Linked DNA regions of Urocitellus parryii: region 1 is linked to region 2. The links are chromatin contacts, called in public Hi-C maps. All regions are on one chromosome and are shown on one strand. Each heading gives the region's core, a stretch centred on a gene start, on an enhancer-like site or on the middle of the called end of the contact. The rest is flanking DNA. Distances are from core to core; before and after follow the strand shown.

Region 1 (5,010 bases), core at 598-3,097, 410 kb before region 2:
AGGGGCTTGAAATCAATAGTGACATCAGACATGCATTTAGGGAAACAGGCAGGGTTGTAGGGTCCTAATGGTGGCTTTCCATTAAGTAAGCAAAGCCTACCTATGTGCTATGGCATAGCAGATTTTCTATTAATAATAAATAAATAGGATGTGGCTCAGTGATAGAGCACTTGGCACCAGCATGGGTTCGAGCTCCAGCACTATAGTAAAAAAGTTCCACACCCTCAGCCTACTCTTATGGTTAATCCATTCCTGGCCATAGACATCTACCTCTATATATAATACATACACACACATATAATACAGCTTAGAAAACTTTCAAAAGTAAAATAAAGGAGTGGGCGGAATGTCTTTATTAGTCAGCTTACCAGTGTAACACCCTTGATCATGTTCTGTACATGACTACAGATGGTGCGAACAGTGGCCAGTTCCTTTCTATTTCCCCACCATTTGTCAACCCGTAGCTGTAACACAACAAAAACTTCCCATAAATAAGTAGGCTGGAAGGAGAACAGTTCATTTTTTTTCCCAACGAATTACTCTAGATTCTAGAATTAACCCCAATTAAAGCATAGGATTTTCAACTGGGAAAATCCAACCACATACAGAGTCTCCTACATTTCACAAATGTTTTTATTGCTGTACAAAGGTACCTAGATTCACGTTGAAAACTCCCAAACAAGTTGCAACAAACTTCACCACTGGAAAATAAAATCAAGTCCAAAAAAATCCCCATTACTGGTTTAAATTCTTACTTTTTAAGCAATCACATAAATAAATTTAACTTGTATTAGTGTTAAAACCGCTTTGAGAATGACTACTAGATATTGAGCTTTACAGTACATTGTATTCAGAATCTGATATTCCAACCTCATTAAAGCAAAATTTATTTTGGATGCTAAACTTAAAAGCCAAACGTCGCTCAATTGGGAAACTTTACAAGCAACCAAATTTAATGCTATTACAAATAACTACCATCCGAACGAGCAACATAAGTTATCTACACCTTACCCTCTTTTTTTTCTTTCCAAGGAGGCTGAGTTCCACATTGATATGATTGAAATCCCTCCGGAGGGTTCCTCTTGGGCCCTTCACAATAACTGTGCGTCCCTTCAGAGTAATGTCGACTACGAGAGAGAATGAATTCCGAGATTACAGAAGGCTTAGAACACGTAGTAAACACCCATCAGAAAAACCGCAAGTACCGTACCATTTTCTGGAATGTCGACAGTCTGATTGCTGAGAATGGTCTTCATTCTGAAACACAAACACTTGGAGTCAGGCCAGTGCAGGGAGTGTTTTCGCCAAACAGAGTTCCACTCCCACAGGAAAGTGCCGGGAGACGTGGGAGGATATAAGATGACCCAAACTAAGAGTGGCCTCCGGTGCGTCCGGGGCTGGTAGGTGCAGCCCCCAAAGAGGTGTTACGAAGCCTTGCTGGCTAACACACTGTCGGCCCAACCCTGGAATCCCAGCCCGGCGCGCCATCCCGGTAAGGCAGAGCGGTAGGGTTAGGCCTAAAGCCCCAATACAGAACTCGCATCTCGCGCCAGCAGATCCACACGGCACTCGCCGCGCCGGGAGACAATCAGGGTAAAGGCTGAGAGCGCAAAACCCATGCTGTTAGCTTTCCTAGAGCCGATGGCTTCAGATTCCCAGGGCCCACAAAAATCACTATCCTCCTCACCTCGCAGTAGATACGGGAAAGAGAGAGCGTCTTTCGTCATCACGTATTTGTAGCCCGTAAGGACTCTGCGTATTGCGTAATGAGTGCGCGACGCCACTAAGACTAAAGCAGCCAATTGCGGAACAGTTCAAGCTACTCGGGCTTAGGGGTAGTTCTGGTGATTGTCATAAGCCGAGCGACGGTTTATCGATCAGTCTTTTCCCTGGCATTGGTGTGATCCCTCGACCCTACTAGGTCTAAAGAGGCGATGTCTCTACGCGGCGGGGACGCTGCTCGCACCCTGGGGCTCCGGGTGAGCAGCGGGGCGACAAGCGTGCAGGCGTGGGGTGAGGGGTTCCCATCTCTTCAGAGCACTCCGTAATGAAGGCCAACGCTTTTGCTTGCAGCCAGGCACTTTTCTAAACGTTTATCGTATTATCTCGTTTAATTCTCCTGACATCCCCATGAAGTAGTCCCTGATCTTGTTTTGTTTGAAGGTCTCTCTGGGTCGGTGATGATGGGTTTTGGTTTTGTCTTTTTTTTTTTTTTCCTGCTTAGAGTGGTTTGTTCCTTATATTTAAAGGACCACAACAGTGCTCAACCCACATCGTTGGGCTCTTCCTGTATATTAGACACCACTCTTGCAGCTGAGAACACAGCCTGCCCTCTGGGCTAAAGCTGTAGACTGGATAAGTGCACTACCAATCATGCAGTGCTCTAACAGATATTTTTTTTCTTTTGAACTGTTGAAGATCCCTTTAATTTTACAGTGTTTTGCCTGTCTCGTGCATGTTTGTATTCAGATCTAGAAGTCAAATACTGTGGTTTCTTACACAAATGCGCACTGGTTAACTGCCAGGTTCTAGCACAGAAACAGGGCCGGGGACTGTAGTTTAAAGGGAAAGTGAGTCCTTCGCAAGTGTGAGTGCTGGGTAATTCAATTCCAGCATCACCCAAACAAACAAAAACCAAGACACCAGCATAAACTAGTGCGAGAGGCTGGTGGGCTTAGGTTTGGTTTTACTACTTCCAGTTTTCTGGAACCAACTAGATATTAGCACTACATTTTAACATGTTTACTTTACCCCAAACACAAAGCTAGAGGGATTTATTGCAAATTTCCTTTTAAACATATCTGACTCAAGTCAGGAATAGAAAATGTATAGCCTTGGCATCTTCAGTTACTGCAGTTTAAGTTTGTTGAAAGACGAAGTGTTAGTACTGTTAAGAAGGGTAGTGAACCTGGCCACCTTAGCCCACCCTTGTAATGTCAACTATTTGAGAGGATACCAAGTTCAAGGTCAGACTCAGCAATTTAGCAAGACCCTGTCTCAAAATATAAAGTAAAAAGGGCATAAAAGTGTGATCTATGATAGATACTTCCAAAGGTTTTTAAATCTATTCTAAACTTGGTATTCAGAAGTTCATTCCTAATCTTCTTTGGGTTTGTTTCCTTCTAGATTCTTCTTTAATCTTAGATTCCAATCTTTTTTTTTTTTTTTAAAGAGAGAGTGAGAGAGGGGAGAGAGACAGAGAGAGAATTTTTTTAATATTTATTTTTTAGTTCTCGGCGGACACAACATCTTTGTTGGTATGTGGTGCTGAGGATCGAACCCGGGCCGCACGCATGCCAGGCGAGCGCGATACCGCTTGAGCCACATCCCCAGCCCCTTAGATTCCAATCTTGTAAGCAGTAAACCACTTGATATAATTCCTGCATCACTTCTTTTTTTTTTTTAATTTTTGATTGTAGATGAACACAATATCTTCTATTTATTTATTTATTTATTTATTTTATTTATATGTGGTGCTGGGGCTCGAACCCAGGGCCTCACACGTGCAAGGCAAGTGCTCTACCACTGTGCTACAGCTCCAGCCCCCTGCATCACTTCTTTGCTTTTACCCTCCATTCCTTTTAGATTTGTTCTATTGTGGGGTTTTTTTGTTGTTGTTGTTTTTGTGTTACTGGGGATGAAACCCCCCGGGGTGGGGGGAGCACTCTTCCACTGAACTATATCCCCAGTCCTTTTTATTTTTTATTTTGAGATGGGGTCTCACCAGATTGTCCAAGCTGGCCTCAAACTCAAAGTTCTCCTGCCTCATTCTCCCTAGTCTCTAAGAGTACAGGCATACACCATAGCACCAGGTATCTTTTAGATATTATAATGGGTTAAAACTAAATTATCCCAGAACCCACTAAATGAATGTCATAATGAACTCTTTCTTTAGGTATTTGGAAGATATTTATACAGTCCAATCAGGTCATTAAGTTCTTTGCCAGATAAAAAAAAAGAATTTTTACAGAATGGACCAGATCTTCAAGATTTTGTGTCTGGGGATCTTTCAGACAAGAGCACCTGGGAGGAATATAAAGGAAACTTAAAACGCCAGAAAGGAGAAAGGTAACTGAGAATTTGAGATAATTTCAATGTCCCATTCCTTACTGTGCATTATTTTCAGATGTAACCAAGTCCTAGAGTATATTTTTAATTTCAGGCTTGTTTAATTTAGTGAAAGGTCATTAGAAAAAAGAGAGAACATGTAAGTTGATGAGAATGCTGAAATCTTTTCTTGATTTTCTGTTTTTTTGTTTTGTTTTAAATTAGGGATTGAACTCAGTGGTGCTTAACCCCTGCCCCCCTTTTTTTTTTTTTTTTTTTTTTTATTTCAGAGAGCTACACCCTCTGCCCCTTTTGTTTTTTATTTCAAGACAGGGTCTCGATAAATTGCTTATGGCCTAGCTGAGGCTGGTCTAGAACTTAGGATCCTTCTGCCTCAGCCTCCTGAGCTGCTTCTGGATCATAGGCGTGCACCACCACACCCATCTAGACCTTGATAAAATTTTCATTATTAAATGGGTATTGATGATCTAACTGCTCCCAGTCAATTTACATAAGATCTATGTATATCTTGCCTTAACTAATTAATTTCCTCTTTTCCCCCTCCCTTGCTGTAATTTAAAATAATAATGAGAATTTAATGCAGATGGCAAATTGTTTTGAAAAATATTTATCCAACAACTTCCAGATCATAAGTAAGTATAGTCATGGTGAAACCAAGTATACTTAATTCCATTTCAAATATTAGAATTTTGCCATTTAATCACCACCATAAAATCAAGAATATAAGCTGATAGTGCACAGTTGGGATCTCTGCTTACTGTGAATTAATATTACTTTGGGTAACCAGGCGAGGTGATGCATACCTGTAATCCCAGCAGCTTGGGGGCCTGAGGCAGGAGGATTGCAAGTTCAAGTGAGATCTTGTCTCTAAAACAAAAAGGACCAGAAGAAATTATACTCCATTATATATGATATATCAAAGTACATTCTACTGTTATGTAC
Region 2 (5,183 bases), core at 1,102-3,601:
TTAGATTTTAGAAACTATAGGAATACTTTAGAACAACACTGTATATACATTTACCAGGTACTATACTAAACTCTAAGAAAAAAAAGGCAAGATCAGTTCCCACAAATTCACCAAGTTGTTCAAGTAAGAAAAATCACCACGATTGTTTCTTCCGTCACCTCCCACCATTTCTGATTTTAACTTTGAAACTTCCCTTGAACATTCCTTATCTCTATCCCCACTGTCATAGCACTATTTGCAAGATTTTAACATCTTTTACCTAGACTACGGAGTTGAACATTTTCCTAGCTGATCTGCCTCAGGTCTTTCCCTAATCTAACCCAAATTGTGACAACCAAAATTCTCTGGCATTGTTTTTAATATTCCCTGGGGGGGCTGGGGATGTGGCTCAAGCGGTGGCCTGGAATGCATGCAGCCGGGTTCGATCCTCAGCACCACATACAAACAAAGATGTTGTGTCCGCTGAAAACTAAAAAATAAATATTAAAAATTCTCTCTCTAAAAAAAAAAAAAAAAATATTCCCTGGGGGTCAAAGCTGCCCTAATTGAGAACCACTGCTTCAAGATGATCACACAAGAATAGCTGTGACCACAATCTATGTCCATGGAATGGAAAGCAAAGAACTGATCAACTTAAAGTTGAAATTCACATGACCACCATACTTATACTAAATAAGTTGAGGTCTCATAAAAAGAGCAACACTCTTTCTTAAGCTCAAATAAACACAGGAACTTAAGTCATCACCTTAAGTCTGAATTTTGAAAAACTAGTACCTTCTGTCAATGTTTAAGCACACATCTGATTATCAACTTCTCAGATGCTGATGAAAACAGAAATGTTCCTAGGCAAATTACTGCCTTAACTTAAGAATGACAGCTACTTAAACAGTAGTCTCATAAAACGAAATATTCACGGGGTGTGTGTGGGGGGGAGTACTTTACAAACACCTGAATTCTTATGCTTGAAAAACAGTAAGATTTTCTTTAAAATCACACTCTTTTTTAATTTCCCGTAAGTCATTTTCCTACATAACTTATTCAAAGATGTATTCAAGACAGAACAAATACCTTTTAGAAGAGATAAAATGAGAAGAAAGGGGGGGGGGAGAGGAGACCTTGGCAGCTGAACTGTAAGGCCAGGCAGAGTAGTGCAGTAATACCACAGGAGACAGGGTCTGAAAAACATCTCGGAGTGCGAACAGTCTGTTCAGACCTTACCTTCAGTCGTTTGATCATCTCGTCCGTGGTGATCTTGTCGGTGATTTCCTTTACTCCCGGAGGGTAAGCGATCTTCCCGTCCGCACTCACGACGCCACACAGGGCAGTGGCAGGCTTGGGCTGCGCGGTGAAGTCCATCCTGGGGGACAACTTTTCTTTCACAGTCCTCTACCGGCCTCTATCGGTCAGAAAACCAAAGTTCAGCGGGAAAGGGGCGACTTTGTAACCTCTTTTTTCATTTCAAAAATCTCTAATCTGGAACGGGTTCTTTCTCCCCCGGGGCCGGGAACCCGGAGGCAGCCTGTTCATCCGCCCGGTCCCGGGGTCCGGACCCCACCGACGGCCCGTCGCCCACACCCGCGCCAGCCCGGGGCCCGCGGGGCTCCCGGGCACCAGCCACCACGGCCGCAGGAGGCGCCGAGCAGCGGCCAGAGTTTCCCATTCCGCCTTTCACAATGAAATGTACCCCCGAGCACCAAGGTCTTAAGTTTGTCGGCCGGGGGAGGCCGGCGAGGATCCCAAGGCCCCGTCTCGGCCAGAGAGCAGCACGGAGTCCCCACCCGGCCGTTCCCCTCCGGGAAAGGAGACGCGAGGCCTATAGGGCTCGGCTTAGGCCGCAAAACTAGGGACCCGACCGGACCCACACGCCGCGGCGGCTCCCGGGAACAAAACGCCCTTGCCCGGCTGAGATTCCGGGCCCGGGCAGTCCCCGCTGCGCTCCTGCCCCTCCCCTGTCCCGCTCCTCACCCCCGCGGGAGGGGAAAACAAGCCGCCCTCACCCCCAACCCCACGCCAGGAAGCGGCTGACGCGGCTCCGCACTTCACATTTTGTTCCTTCAACTTCGGCTGAGGGATCCCGGCGGCTTCTCTTGGCCCCGGCCACTGGGCGCCACCCGGCACCGCCGAGGCCTCAGCGGCACCTCCGGGCAACCCCGCCGGGCCTCGGACCCGCGCCCCCCCTCTGCTCTCCCCTTCCGTCCCCTCCCTCCACCAGCCGAGGGCGGGAGCCGAGCCGCCGCCGCCTTTACCTCCTACTCATGCGGGCGGAAGGTGCATCAAGCGCCCGGGCCTCTGTCAGGTGGTTGCGCCGCCGCCCCTCGTCGGGCTGCACACAAAGCGGCTCCGCGGGTCCCGCCGCCGCCGCCGCCGCCCGCCCGCCCGCCCCGGAGCGGCGCTGGGGCTGGCGGTGCCGAGAAGGAGCAGCCGCCGCGGGGGGAGACGCGGGGCGAGTATGCGCTGGGCGGGGAGACAGTGCCGCTCTCCGTCTGGCCGAGGAAGAGCAGCCTCGGAGAAGGCTCCTCCGGGAGCGTGTGCGCGTGTGTCCGCCCCGGACCCCCGCGGCCCGCCCGCCCGCACCTAGTGCCGACCCGGACCTGGACACCCCTAGACGCGGCGCGCGCCCGGCCGTCCGAGCCCCCGGGAGCCGGCGCGTCGTACACACACCGGCCGGTCACGCGAGCGGCGCGAGAGCACGCGAGAGCAGCGCGCGCGCCTCGCTCCCTCCCCTTCCTCCGCCGGCCGTGCCTCCGCCTCCCTCGGGCCCGAGACCGCCGCGCGGGGCGAACAGCGCCGCCACCCGGTTGGCGCCAAGACCTGCCCGCGCGGGGCGCCTCCGGGAGGACCGGACCCCAGAGGACGAGCGGAGGAGGAGCCCGGGTGGCGGGAAGCGAACCCCGTCCTCGCAGGGCCGCGCGGACGAGCAGGGCGAACAGAGCTTTCTTTAACCTTTCGCCGCCCACTTGAGTTCATGACTTTTGGAGTATCACCCTGAGGGACGTGGACAGAAGTAGTTGAAAAACGGTTAGTTACCCGGTGAAACGAACTGATTTCCTCCCCAGGGACACATCTACAAACTGAAGGAAAGTTTTGCAACATGGAACGACATGGGCTGCTGCTTAGTCTCTTATCTTCTGAGTTGTCACCAGAGTTCGTACCCTCCTCCACCGGAAACTTCTAAAATTAATATATTGAAAGCTGCAAAATATGAAAATAGCACTGAGATAAGTTCTTGAGGTATGGTCTTTGGACTACTGGCTTCCCTATCACTTCGGCTACTAATCAGAATCTCCCAGTGGAACCCAGAATTATTTTTTTCTTTTTACAAATTTTTACAAAATTTTTTTACAATTTAGCGAGATGGTTCTTGTAGATATGGAAAACCTCGCTTGTTTATTTTGTTTTATGTTTTAAATGTGCCAAGGATTAACTTTTCTTTTCATCCAAAGGAAAACAACTCTCGAGGAAAGTTCAGGAAAGCAGTATTTGAGCAATCTAAGGCAAATATTGAACAAATAAACCTAAGAATGCATAAATAATTTCAGAAAGCGAAGTTGAAAAAAGAAAACAATAATAACATTTAGCTCCTGAAACTGACTACTAGCATCATTTAAAATATTTGATTATTTATTATTGATGAATATTCTTTGACTTTTTGTTTGTTTGTTTGTTAGTACCGGGGATTAACTTAAACCCAAGGGTGCTTAACCACTAAGCTATATCCCCAGCCCTTTTTTTTTTGAGACAGGGTCTTGTTGAATTGCGTGGGGCTCCACTAAGTTGCTGAGAGTGGCTTTGAACTTGGTATTCTCCTGTCTCAGCCTCCAGAGTCACTGGGTACAGATGTGCCACCAGGCCTGGCTGGTGTATTTTCTTTTCAACATCTTTTACCTTGATCTTAAAAATAGTAAAGACACTTCAATTTACTGAATTACTTTTCAGGTATTCCACAAAGGAGCAATCTTCTTGGAATCTAAGCTCCTTGCTGGAATTCTGAGTAGAAGGCAGAATTTAAGATTGGCCTCATCCAAACTAAGTCCACCAAAAACAACAACAAAAAACCTAAGTCCACCAAAAGCTACTCTTTTTAGGCTTTTCCTTCTCATTTCTGGTGTGTGGTTTTTTTTTTTTTCCCCTATTATATTTATTTTTTATTGATTTTTTTAAAATAAATGACAATGGAATGCATTACAATTCTTATTACACATATACAGCACGATTTCCTATTATATTTATAAAATTAAAGAGCAATGATTTTTTTTTCATTTTTACCTGCAGTAACTTTTCCATTATTGAAGGGAGTTTTGTATCTCCCATAAATTTCAACTTTATACAACGTATTACTTTGTATAACCTTATAGACCCTCAAAAGATGGTAAACCCTGAAAACTGCAACACATAAAGTTTGTACAATACTCTTCAGAATTCCTGTCCTTCCTTTCTATCAACTAATCAATCAAAGGTAGGCTCAAGTGATCCTTTCATCTCAGCCTCCTGAGTAGCTGGGACTACAGGCATGTGCCACTCTGCCCAGCTATTTCTCTTCTTAAACATGTTTCCACATACAATAAATGAGAAAAGATACATACAAAAAGATACAAAAATACAAAATTTGTGCAACAATTATTTTTCAAAAAGGTCTTTCTGCCAATGGGAGGCATTGTTTTGGCACTGAGGAAAAAAAAGCATGGTAGAAGGTGGACAGGGCCCTAGTGGTTCTATGTGTCACATTCAACCATTAAATGGAGCCAGGTGTGGTGGTGCACGCCTGTAATCCCAGTGGCTCAGGATGCTAAGTCAAGAGGATCTGCAAGTTCAACGCCAGCCTCAGCAAAAGCGAGGCACTAAGCAACTCAGTGAGATCCTGTCTCTAAATAAAATACAAAATAGGGATGGGGAAGTGGCTCAGTGGGTTGAGTGCCCCTGAGTTCAAGCCCTGGTACCAAAAAAAAAAAAAAAAAAAAAAAGCTGGGGGCTGGGGTAGTGGCTCAAGCGGTAGCGCGCTCGCCTGGCATGCGTGTGGCCCGGGTTCGATCCTCAGCACCACATACAAACAAAGATGTTGTGACCGCCGAGAACTAAGAAAAAATAAATATTAAAATTCTCTCTCTCTCTCTCTCTCTCTCTCTTTAAAAAAAAAAAAAAAAGCTGGGATGGAGAGTCTAGGGGGATGGCACTTCCATTTGTTT

What was found. A called contact is a pair of places that touch in the nucleus more often than the background predicts.
Region 1: a Hi-C map of liver shows a contact between it and region 2, with 10 times the contacts expected there. The contact joins the promoter of Lias here to the promoter of Pds5a in region 2. A contact is called at or near these places in 2 of 2 Hi-C or Micro-C datasets (liver and muscle).

The regions. Positions count from the first base shown.
Region 1 is chr10:114,906,661-114,911,670 of mUroPar1.hap1, reverse strand. It overlaps Lias (lipoic acid synthetase), which reads left to right and starts at 1,847. Exons shown (of 11, transcript XR_003300511.2): 1 at 1,847-1,979; 2 at 3,896-4,068. Rpl9 (ribosomal protein L9) reads right to left here and starts at 1,312. Exons shown (of 7, transcript XM_026385869.2): 1 at 1,211-1,312; 2 at 1,012-1,127; 3 at 369-464. The coding sequence starts at 1,256.
Region 2 is chr10:114,501,161-114,506,343 of mUroPar1.hap1, reverse strand. It overlaps Pds5a (PDS5 cohesin associated factor A), which reads right to left and starts at 2,351. Exons shown (of 32, transcript XM_026385599.2): 1 at 2,247-2,351; 2 at 1,219-1,396. The coding sequence starts at 1,356.